2 separate regions of the Mus musculus genome follow, and region 2 is linked to region 1. A link is a contact called in public promoter capture Hi-C data. All regions are on one chromosome and are shown on one strand. The core of a region is the stretch at or near the end of the contact, and the rest is flanking DNA. Distances in the headings are between cores, read along the strand shown. Region 1 holds the start of Iyd (iodotyrosine deiodinase). Region 2 overlaps Plekhg1 (pleckstrin homology domain containing, family G (with RhoGef domain) member 1).

Evidence for each region. Promoter capture Hi-C pulls out the DNA fragments that hold promoters and counts their contacts.
Region 2: a promoter capture Hi-C map of liver shows a contact between it and region 1, with 9 times the contacts expected there. The contact joins the enhancer-like site here to the promoter of Iyd in region 1. A contact is called at or near these places in 20 of 39 promoter capture datasets (the 3T3-L1 cell line, 3T3-L1-derived adipocytes, the C10 cell line and 11 more), 15 of 484 Hi-C or Micro-C datasets (embryonic stem cells, short-term hematopoietic stem cells and uterus) and 1 of 115 datasets of contacts at active chromatin or transcription factors (kidney).

The regions. Positions count from the first base shown.
Region 1 is chr10:3,538,161-3,543,285 of GRCm38.p6, forward strand. Iyd (iodotyrosine deiodinase) reads left to right here and starts at 2,114. Exons shown (of 5, transcript NM_027391.4): 1 at 2,114-2,301. The coding sequence starts at 2,136. Gm30033 (a long non-coding RNA gene) reads left to right here. Exons shown (of 3, transcript XR_380041.2): 3 at 1,304-1,467.
Region 2 is chr10:3,816,009-3,821,789 of GRCm38.p6, forward strand. All of the region lies in intron 2 of Plekhg1 (pleckstrin homology domain containing, family G (with RhoGef domain) member 1), which reads left to right. Among named protein-coding and RNA genes, the nearest start is that of Gm30164, 59 kb to the left of the region's middle. Within about 2 kb of position 3,488, at least 34 of the 459 cell types and tissues checked have an H3K27ac peak or open chromatin away from gene starts, as enhancers often do. A contact at or near this core is called in liver, where this site is marked.

The sequences.
Region 1 (5,125 bases), core at 864-3,363:
CTTCATAGGATTAACATCAGCATATTTGTTTGGGGAGGTGTGTCTTCTAGAATAAATAATACCATTCCTGATGTGGTCTGCAAGGTGGCAGCGGGAGCCTCAAAAGATGAATTAGAACTGGTGATCGGTCTGTAGAGACGAGGAACAACGGAGGACGGTGGGGAATCGCCTAGTATCTCCTCCTGTAGCTTCCCTTGGCACTCTTCTCCTTTTTCTCACTGGATAAAGACAAAGTACAGAAGCTAAGTAGCCCAGGAGCCTTCACAGCAGTGGTTCTCAACTGTGGGTCATGACCCTTTGGGGATCAAACGAAAGACCATCGGAAAACATAGATATTTACATTATGATTCCTAACAGTAACCAAAATACAGCTATGAAGTAGCAAAGAAAATAACTGTATGGTTGGGGGGATCGAGGAAGTGTATTAAAAGGTCACTGCATTAGGAAGGTGAAGAAGCTCTGCTGTAGAGGTACTAAGAGAAGAGAGGGCCCATCCTCAGATCAGCTACACGGTGTTCTGTGACCCTATGGCACAGATCCTGTTCCTCAAGGGAAGCCACATTGTTCCTGTACAAGTGTACATTACATTGGCAGCTGAAGCATTGTTCTGTACCGACACTATCAGAAGCTGGAGGCCTGGTCACTGAGGAGGTGTTAGGGTTAGAGGAAGCTCACTGGGTCCAGCGCAGGTGAAAATTGGCGGAATTCACAGGGCCCACCCTCCCCCTCCCCTGTACTCTGAGACCTGCAGATGCACCAGGTCGGGAACTTGGGTGGGTTTCAAATTCTAGAGTCAAAGTTTCTTCCCTCTGGAAGCCTTGTCTGATCTCCACACTGCTCTGCCCATCCTGCTGCTGTTACAGCTGCCAGACTTCTTGCCCCTGCACTGTGCTTTTTTAAAAATCTCTTTTCGGTGAGCTCCCAGAGCTGAGTGTGAACCTTGGCAGCCAGGCAGCAATGTCTCTTGTACTAGCACATAAAATCCTTGTCCCAGCTTTCCCCTGTTACCCAGGCAGGCTCAACACCGCAGGATCTTAGCTAAGAATTCTAGTCCACACTGCAGACGTACCCAGCATGGACTCAGGCTGCTTATGTCCCATTTATCTTCTAATGGCTTTGGCATGTCATTTGACCTATTCATGCCTCATTCATATGAGTGAAAATGGGAGCAGTAGCGGGATCTATGACATGAGGTTTTGGGGAGCACCTGTGATTTAGTACGTGGAATATGGAGGAGCCACAAGGGAAGCTTTCTGTGAGTAATGGTTCTCTCTCCCATCCTTCCTTCCTCCCTCATCCCCAGCTGTGAGAACAATACAAGCGAGGAGGAACAAAACCTGCTGGTCCCCGGGGCTTGGACATCTCAACCTCTGGAACTGTGAGACACGTGTTTCTGTTATTTATGTCACTCAACCAATGACATTTGTGTTCTGACAGCCTGAACAACAGAGGCATAGGCAAAGATAAAAACTAAGACAAAAAACAAAAAGCCTCAAGCTTAGATATAGTCATTTCAAACTGTTTGCATCACTTTTTCCAGATTAAAATCTTTCTTTAATGTAAAACATAGCCTTTCTTCTCTGTTGCATATGTTGGCATGGCTGTTAATTTTTTTTTTTACAGCCTCAGGGCAGTGCCTCTTACATATGTTGTTAAAAATGCACGTTGACAGCCTCTTTCTGGAAATTATCTTTCAGGATATCAGAACCTACATTTATAAATCTGCCCTTTTAAAAAATTAGCTCTCTGGGCAATTCCTAGCTTCAGGCAGTTGAAGATGCTTTGAGAGAATAGTTAAATAGGAGAAAGGTCAAATGCTTTTTTTCTTTAAAACCACCACCAGCAATGTAGCACATTACAGTGCTTAATGCACCCCATGGTCATTGATGTCTGAAAATATACTGATCAAGTGCACAGTTTTAAAATTGCATGCGTCAGAGCAGGACCAATCCCACACGCACCCAACTGTGAGCTTTGCTCCTTTGCAAAGTCCTCACGGAGTCTGAGTTTGTACTTTGCTCCCTCCCTGGCACTCCTCCCCGTTTCTACATCTACTCCCAGCATTCCCTGCTTCCATCTGTTTGTATAAATGCCAGTGTGGGAAAGCGCACACATTCCAGGTCGGACTTCAGACCATGTTTCTCCTCACCCCAGTCTTGGTAGCAGTTGTCTGTATCTTGGTTGTATGGGTCTTTAAAAATGCCGACAGGAACCTAGAGAAAAAGAAGGAGGAGGCTCAAGTTCAGCCCTGGGTGGATGAAGACTTGAAAGACAGCACAGAAGACCTTCAAGTGGAAGAAGGTAACAACCCCTGCGGTGCCCAGGGCTTTGCCCTGCATGTGTTTGCGATGGTGCGAACTGATGCCCAGGATTCAGAGAGCAAGCCATGCTGGCAAACCTTCGCTTCTGTTGTGAAAACAGAACAGTGTATAGCAAGGATGGTCATCTCAGGGCACTTGCCGGTACCAGCCTCTACCCAGTCCGAAGTCATGGAAGCTAAGATCTCTCCCAGCCCAGATCCTCTGCAGGTCAACACCTTCTGTCTCAGGGGTGGGGGTGGAGGCAGAGTCTCTGTACAGAGTGACAGCGAGCATGGCCAGGTTTTGATTAGGAATGCTGAAACTGAGAACGTGACCCGTCTAGGGATTGGGTACTTTCTCTTATGCCAGGCCCTGTGCCTTAGAGACAGGAGTGGCCCATGCCCAGCAAGAAAAGGGTCCGGTTTAGGGAATGAGGTAAAATAAGGAAACGGACAAGCCCTGTGGAACTAGTATAAGGTGTTTAGGAAAGGCTTGGGGGTCTGCTGGGGCATTGGGAAAGAGCAAAGCTGACCCGAGGGTAGAGGTGTGAGCAGCAGGGGCAAGCTGTGTCAGGAGGCGCACAAAGCCAGCACCCATGTTCTAATGCCTAGGAGCGATTCCTGGAAGGTGAAAGATGTGCAGACGGAGAAGTGAGGCAGAGAGGGCTGGCTGTGGCTGGCATGAGACCAGTGCTTGTCAGCCTTCCCAATGCTGCAACTCTTTAATACGGTTCCTCACATTAGAGTGATTTGCGACTGTAAAATTACTTTCGCTGATATGTTTATAAGTGTAATCTTGTTAGCGTTATGAATTGTAATGTAAATATCTGATATGCAGGGTATCTGGTCCCACTTGGGAAGTACTTCCCTTACCACAGAGAAGCACTGTCCTTAACCCCGACATCTGTTCTAAGGTTTGATGAGCAATGCTTTGGTGGGAGGGTAGTGGATGCCCAAGTCACAGTGAAGAGCATCAGATTTTAGATATTGGGGAAGATGGAGGGAGTGGCTGAGTCACTGTCATCCATGGACAAGGGCAGAAAGATCCAATTTAGGGGACACTGTAAGGGTGTGCTGCATTTATCATATTCATGATGTTAAATAAAACAATGGTCAGAACACATCAACTTGAGGAGGTACTCAGAGATTAGAGAAATAATCACCAAGTGGGTACTGTGAGAGAGAAGACTGAGGACAGAACTTGGGAGACACCTGAAGAGAAGAGGGACATGGTAGAGAGATATGCTACAGAAAGAAGATGACATGGTTGAAGAGTCTTGAGGACCACAACACACTCACATAGCATGCAGTGGACCCAGCTGGTGACACATCATATAGAGTAAGCCCTTCGTCTTCATGGTAATACAATGAGGTAGGCATTATCACTACTATCACTACTATCACTATTGCAGGAGACTGAGGCTGTAGTAGGGTACTGCCTACCCAGGCAGGTAGGACTCTGGCAGTCTATTTCCAGGGTCCAAGCATAGAGCTTTTGGCTGGGTAGCCTTTCTCACAGAAAAGCCTAGAACAGAGGAGGCTTAAAAAGAGAAATTCAGAGGTAGATTTCTTCCCTCTCAAGGCCACATTCCTGGGAGCAGTCAGGAGTTCAAGAGCAGTGAGAAGTGGCCCTGCTTGTTTTTAGGAGGTTCCTGCTAGCTCTCCACTGCTGTCTCTGCTGTCTGCCTTTTCTCAGGAAATGGTCTACCCACTACCCAGCTCCTGAAACCAGAAACAGAGAGGACCCTTTTCCTTCTCTGCCAGGAAGCAAGTCCCCTGAGTTTTGTCACCATGATGGGTTGGGAATCTGTTGTTCCTTCGGCTTCCCTGATGGGCCAAGTTAGCATCCTCCCTGTGTAAGATATGGGCACAGCTTCTGTGTGGCTTTTCTTGAGCGTTCTTGGTTCTTGTCTCTGTCTAAGATGCCTCTCCATAAGCATGTTAGAGTCCTCTGCTTACTTCCCGTGGGTGGCCTTCTGTGACACCAAACCTTAGTCCACATGTGCACAAGAAGCACATTCCATGGGCCCACACACCCTGCCTTTTGGGCTACTCCACGTTCTGTGAAAGGCCTCCCTTCCCTTGTCCAGTGAGACTCAGCCATGATACCTTTCAGCTGCTCACACTGGCCTGAAACACATCCTTTCCACTGTCACTCTTCCCAACAGACTATTAAAAACATGTATTATAAAATTCAATGTTTTTATTCACTGAAAACATCATTAGACACCGAACAACCTTCATTTCTTTTTACTTGTTCTGTGATATTTTTGGTGTGTTTGTGTATGCAGGCATGTATATGCCATGTCATGCATGTATGTAAGTCAGAAGACAAATTGAGGAGTCGGCACTCTCCTCTCACCATGAGAGTCCTTGGGATTAAGCTCAGCCTGTCAGGCTTGGTGGCAGTCACCTTTACCAACTGAGCCATCTTGCTGTTTATCTGCCTCAGATGCTGACAGCTCAGATTCCTTCACAGCCTCAGAACCCCGACTCCTGTCCCTTGTTTTCCTTGCCTGGGTCATTCCTCCAAATCTCTATAACTTCATTAAAAAATGTATATATATACTCCATTGGGATGGTTACATTTTATTATTCTATCCTTAAACATACTTATTGGTTTGTTTGCATATATAAGCTCTAAGGATATAGAAATCATGCTTATTTATTTATAAATTCTTGATAAGATCTTGTTGAGCAAATTGCCTATTTTAATATTCCAGGGTATGGGAGTATTGATTAATATAACTTGTATTATACATGCATGATATTTCATGTTTTGCAACTACGTAACTAAGACATTGGAAAAAATTCCCAAGTCAATCA
Region 2 (5,781 bases), core at 2,238-4,737, 280 kb after region 1:
ACATAAACATACACACATATACACACAGATATACACCATACATACACACACATACACATACACACATAAACACATATATGCATGCATACACAAACCACACACATGTACACATACACTGTACAAACACACACAAACACTTATACATACATAATATCAATACATACACACACATACACCACACACATACATACACATATACAGACATACACAAACATACACATGTATACACATAGACACATATATATACAAATTCACACACACACATATAATATATATATATACATATGCATACATACAAATGGATTTTATTTTCATAGATCACTATATATTTAGAAAGAAAAACTAGAAATATGAAAACCTCTTTCTAGCCTAATAGTTTAAATTACTGCTGAGGAGATGGTGGAGTGTTACTGATTCAATGACTCACAAACATTGTAAAGGATTCTCCCTATTATTCTACTAAGCCATGCTTAGAGTCGACCTCTTTTTCGGACTGTCTCCCTTCTGTGGACATACAATAACTGTTGAACACAAATGAAATAACACATTCCCAAGTCCATCTGTACCAGGAAAAAGGAAGTCATGTCCCTGGGGCACAAAGTAGGAACTCTTCATTCAAACTGATGGCTGTGACAGTGAAGAAGCCATGCACAGAGTGGCTTCAACTAGTCACAATCCTCGTGAAGAGCTGGGGATGGTGTGAGCCGCACCTCCATGTGTCAGGGAGAGGGGAGTGTATTATTAATGCCATGCGATCAACCAATGATGTCCGTTAGAATGGAGACATTACATTTAATTGTTGCATTCTTTTTATTTCTAAATAAAACATAGTATGTGATATGATCTTTCAGTGCCTCACTTTCATCCCTACCTACTGTTGCAAACTCTCTGTTATGTCTTAAACTTTGATGGGGAAATGTCTCCTGTTATGACCAAGTACAATATCACTTTTATCTTATGATCAAAGTAGATGCAGGCTCCTTGAACCAAAGGTTACTCAAATATAGCTATTACTGTATCCAGAACCTATTGTACCAAGAGCCTGGCCTAAGCCAGCAAAGTTTTGTTCTTTATGACCTGTGCCAGAGCCAACCTATATACCTTGTGTACAGCCAGGGTGATTCTTCATAGGGATATCTAATGATAGTCACCATCAGAAGGGCTCTCTATTCATCTATTTTGGGGGTTTGGGCATAGGCTATGGAAGCAGGGATCAAAGCAGGAAATCATGAAGCTTCCTGGGCTGGTTGGAGGCTACTGGCTCAGATCACAAGGTAGAACGAGGTTGCAGCCCAGAACAGACTCGTTACCATATCTATGGTCTGTGTAAGCAGCTCATGACCCTATCTTTCCCATCTAATTCTCTGCTGATGGGAAGATTCATTCCAGACTCCAGACACCAAATCTGGGCTCAGAGTGATTTAGGACACAGTCTTATGGGTTGGAAATTATTCCAGAAAGCAGCTCTGTTTCACACCCATCCATGAGAGGACAAAACTGTTGTCTCCCGTCCCCAGTGATTTATAGTATTAGATGAGAAAGCACTAAAACTTGAACTTTCCTTCCAGCCAGTCAAAGCTATAATGTGTTGGTTCAGTCACTGAAGTTGAGGTTAGAGATTTGGCTTTTCCTTCTTTTGGACTATGTTGTCTCAATTTCCTGGATGGACTCAGGAAAACCACTGCAGAAAGGTTGTTGCTGCCCCTGGCTATAAAATATCATAAACTGTCCAACTCTTCTGGTATTAAGGCTTGGCAAAGAGACATGCACCAAGGTAGTGTGGAAAGCCCTATCTTGGAATTCACTGAACGGGCAAGAAGCACAGTTAAGACTGAAGGAGAGGGAATACAGCCAACCCACTGGCCTGTCTGCTTCCAGAGCTGATGGGATGCAGAGTGGTTTTCCAATAGGTGACCAGCACCACCCACTTTTCTTCCTTTAAAGTCACAGTGGTCATATCTGAACAAGAGCTTCCTGTTATAAAGCAAATATAGGGGCTAAAGAGATGGTTCATCAGTTAAGAGCAGTTAAGGATGTGGGTTTGGTTCCCAGCACCCACATGACAGCTCATAACATCCCTAACTCCAGTTCTAAGGGACCCCATGCCCTTTTCTGACTTCTGTGAACACCAGGTACACATATGGCATACATACAAACATGCAGACAAAACACTCATGTGTATTAAATGAAGTAAATAAAAATTTTTTAAGCCAACAGAGGTCCGTGGTTCATTTGGAGTCTTTTCCCCATTCTAGATTCTGGATTAAAAACAACAACAACAAGTTATGTAAATAACGTGCAACTTCCTGAACAGAATATATTAAGAGGGTTAGATGGTCCACTTTCTGCCAGTTGATGCAATTGTCATCTGAAATCAACCAAGACACCCAAGTTGGACTGGTGCCCTGGCTGAAATCTAGAAGTTAAGCCCATCCCCCACAGACATATCCACAGGTCACAGGCCAGTCCAATGTAGATCATCCCTCATTGAAATTCTTCTCAAGTGATTCTAGGTCGGGTCATATGGACAATTAAAGTTAGCAATCACAGTAGGTTATTTAAAATTGATTGACTACATCAGTCTGTTTAAAACCTGGAGCCCAAGCCTTTAAGTCATCATCATGAAAACAGGGCCTGATTAAATGCCCTCTGGAGCTAGTTTATTTTATCTGTGCTTGCCTAACTCCTAGATTTTAGCCTTTTCATATCCCCCAAAATAGTTTAGGACTATAGCTTTTCAATACTGTGTTTCTATAGATACAGTTTTCAAAAAAGAATTTCTACAAATGAAATTCTCTTGACCAGTCATCAACAAATTGTGCCAGGTTGTGTCATGTTGTCCAAACAGGACCCTTAGAGAGAGTTTGAGATACACATTCAAAAGAGTGTTTCCATGGTGATCCTTAGCCCCATCAAGTCAACAGTGAAGATTAAACCACCACATCCAGTTGCCTGTTTCTATAATATAAAAAGAAATAAAAGGAAATTCTTAAAGGCTGCTTATAAATAAGGAAGTCACGACGCTTTTCAGGGGAGTAAAAGTACAGATTGATGCTGAAGGTCTAATTTCTGATTTTTAGGTGTGAGCTCCTGTGCCTTAGGGAAGCTCTGCACACCAGGTTATCACTGTGTCTTGGTGCCCATGAATAGACTGGCTAACTCTCATTGTTGTTTGCATCTGCTAAGGTCAAATGTAAAGCACTGGCTAGCCTATCTGTATTTTTTGCAAATAAATAGAAAAAGTATTCATGTGTGTGTTTGTGTGTGTGTGTGTGTGTGTGTGTGTGCAGATATGGAGAGAGAATATTATGGTTTTCTTGGAGAGCCCTTTGTTGAGTTTCTAGCATGTCTATGTGTGCAAGGACACGTGTGATCTTCTACAATAAACTTTAATGGTCCTTTTGAGACGTTGTACCCATACTCGGCCTAGTTTCTATTATTGGGAAGTCTGAGGCAATTCTTGAGCACTGAACTGTCCTTTGATCTGTAGAAAGAGTGGTTTCCATGGAGCTGTGCTGGCTAATGACCAGGCTGGAGTTCAGCATTCCAGTGAGCTGGGTTCTGTTTTCCTAACAAGGCCTTCCCTGAAGTATTTGCATAAAGACACAAGTTGTGATGTTTTCATGTGGGTACTACATGGGGGTAAGTTGACTAGTTAAGAATAAAAGTAGAGTGAGCCATTACAAATCTGTTTCATTTATCTAAATGTTAACTTATTTCTAGAAAAAAAAAGTATTTTAATATTTTGACAACACAGAATACACATTTCTCCAATACTGAATTTTGCACAAAGTAATGTAAAACATACTATGTCTCACTTGACCTTAGATGTGAGTAAAATGAAAGCCAAATTATCATGGCCAATATAGTCTCTACATCTGGCAATACTCGTTCTCAAAGCAATTGTTAATCTCAATTTATGTTTAGACATTTTAGGCTGAGCCTTCTTCTCTGGGCCTCTTTCTCCCCCACACAGTTCTGCAGAACAGCCTGCCTAAGGAGGCACACAGCCACACTATGGCTTCAGAAGGACAGGAGGTTCCTGATTTGACAACTTACCCTGACTGAGGGGAAAGAAAGTCTTAAACAAACAAACAAACAAACAAACAAACAAAGACTTGTAGATAAGTGGACAGTGTTTCTATTGCAATTAATAGGATTAAATAGGAGCCAAGAGAAAACATGACATCTGCCTGGGTCTACTGAAACTGCAAAGGCTTTGGAAATGACCTTTGAATTCTACAAAAGTCACCCTATGATGGTTAGATGCCTGGCTTCCTCTTGACTACATCTGCTGGTATCCAGAGGCCTTGGGCTATGAGGACATTAACCCTTTAGCTAATATGTGAAATAAAACATGAAACGCTCTCTAGGGTCAAAGTTGTTTTCTTGAGATAGAGTCTTGCTTTGTATCCCAGAATGGCCTTGAACATCTAACAATCCTCCTACTTTGGTCTCTTGGTGTAAGACTTGTGTGTGAACCACTGTGTCTGGCTTCAGGCTAAATGTTTACCTGTGTGCACCAGTTTCCTTGATGTTGCATTCTGTTGCTTATTTAGTCCTCTTGGCAACAAGTCAGGAAGCCCAGAGACTTCCAGCCTGTAGTCTACCCTCTCACCCTTTCTTCAACATGTGGATGTGGCTCTAACCCAGGTTGTGATCCGAAGATGTAATTCTGATTTCCTTTTAAACCATTCTTGGAATAACTGAAGGGTTCTGCATTCAAAGAAAACATTGGCATTATTTTACCCCTGATCCCTTAATGAGATAGTTATTTACTTTTGTTCATATATCTTATAGACTTTGGTGGAAGAAAAATATTGGGTTTTCCTTTGCATTTTTACACATATTTATGCTTCCAGAATAAATAAGCAAGGAGAGATCAAAATCCGTCTTCAAAAATCAGCAGTACACTGGGGGGGCGGGGGGGACGACTGCTAATAAAAAAAGGACTTAAGTAGATTTTCTTTTCATACATGCTCACTTTTCTTACAATGATGGGATATGATCCCTTAAGTCATGCCTTTATGATATGTAGGATAAATGTTAGGTTTGTAATAAAGAATTAAACCTAAGAGTAGTTGTGTGAATAACCCAGAAAGAACAACCACAATTCGCAAAGCAGAATGACCACCAGCCATTACTTAAAGTGTCAGCACCTTTTGTGCACAGCCCTGCTGACCTCAACATCTGTGAATGGTACCCCCTGGAGTTGGACAAACATGTCAGCCCTAGAACTAAGTGGCTTAAAATACACTTCTGCATTCATATGTTCAAAAGTTCAGTGAAAATTGTGGGCTCCCTATTCATCCTAGGAATGGTAGAGAAAGCATGGATCACGCAAGCAAACAGAACTCACAACCCTATTAGCTGTGGTATGAAATCGTTAGTCTGTTTGGCTTGAGAAATGATGCAGCAGAAACAGCTCTTCTCGCTACTTCTTTATCCTCCATCTAAAGAGGAAAGGACAAGAATACTGTGAGCAGAAAACAAAGCAGCAAACTATGAATAAATGGTCAAGTCGGGAATCAGGTAAGGCCCAAGCGTCCTCGGTCTTCCATGCAGGCGCATTGGTGAGGGGTCCATCACCCAAGTCCTGTGGTAACCTGTAAGGACCAGTGAGTCACACAAAAATATAACCCTCAAGAGCTTAGAGTCTGGTGGTGCTAGAAGACAATGGCTTAGAGCTTTAATAAGTGTGTGATTAACAGCAGCAGTGGCCATGAAGAGCACAGGAAAGGTCTTGATATGGGTTGGCAAGAGATTTGAGAAGGTCCAGGG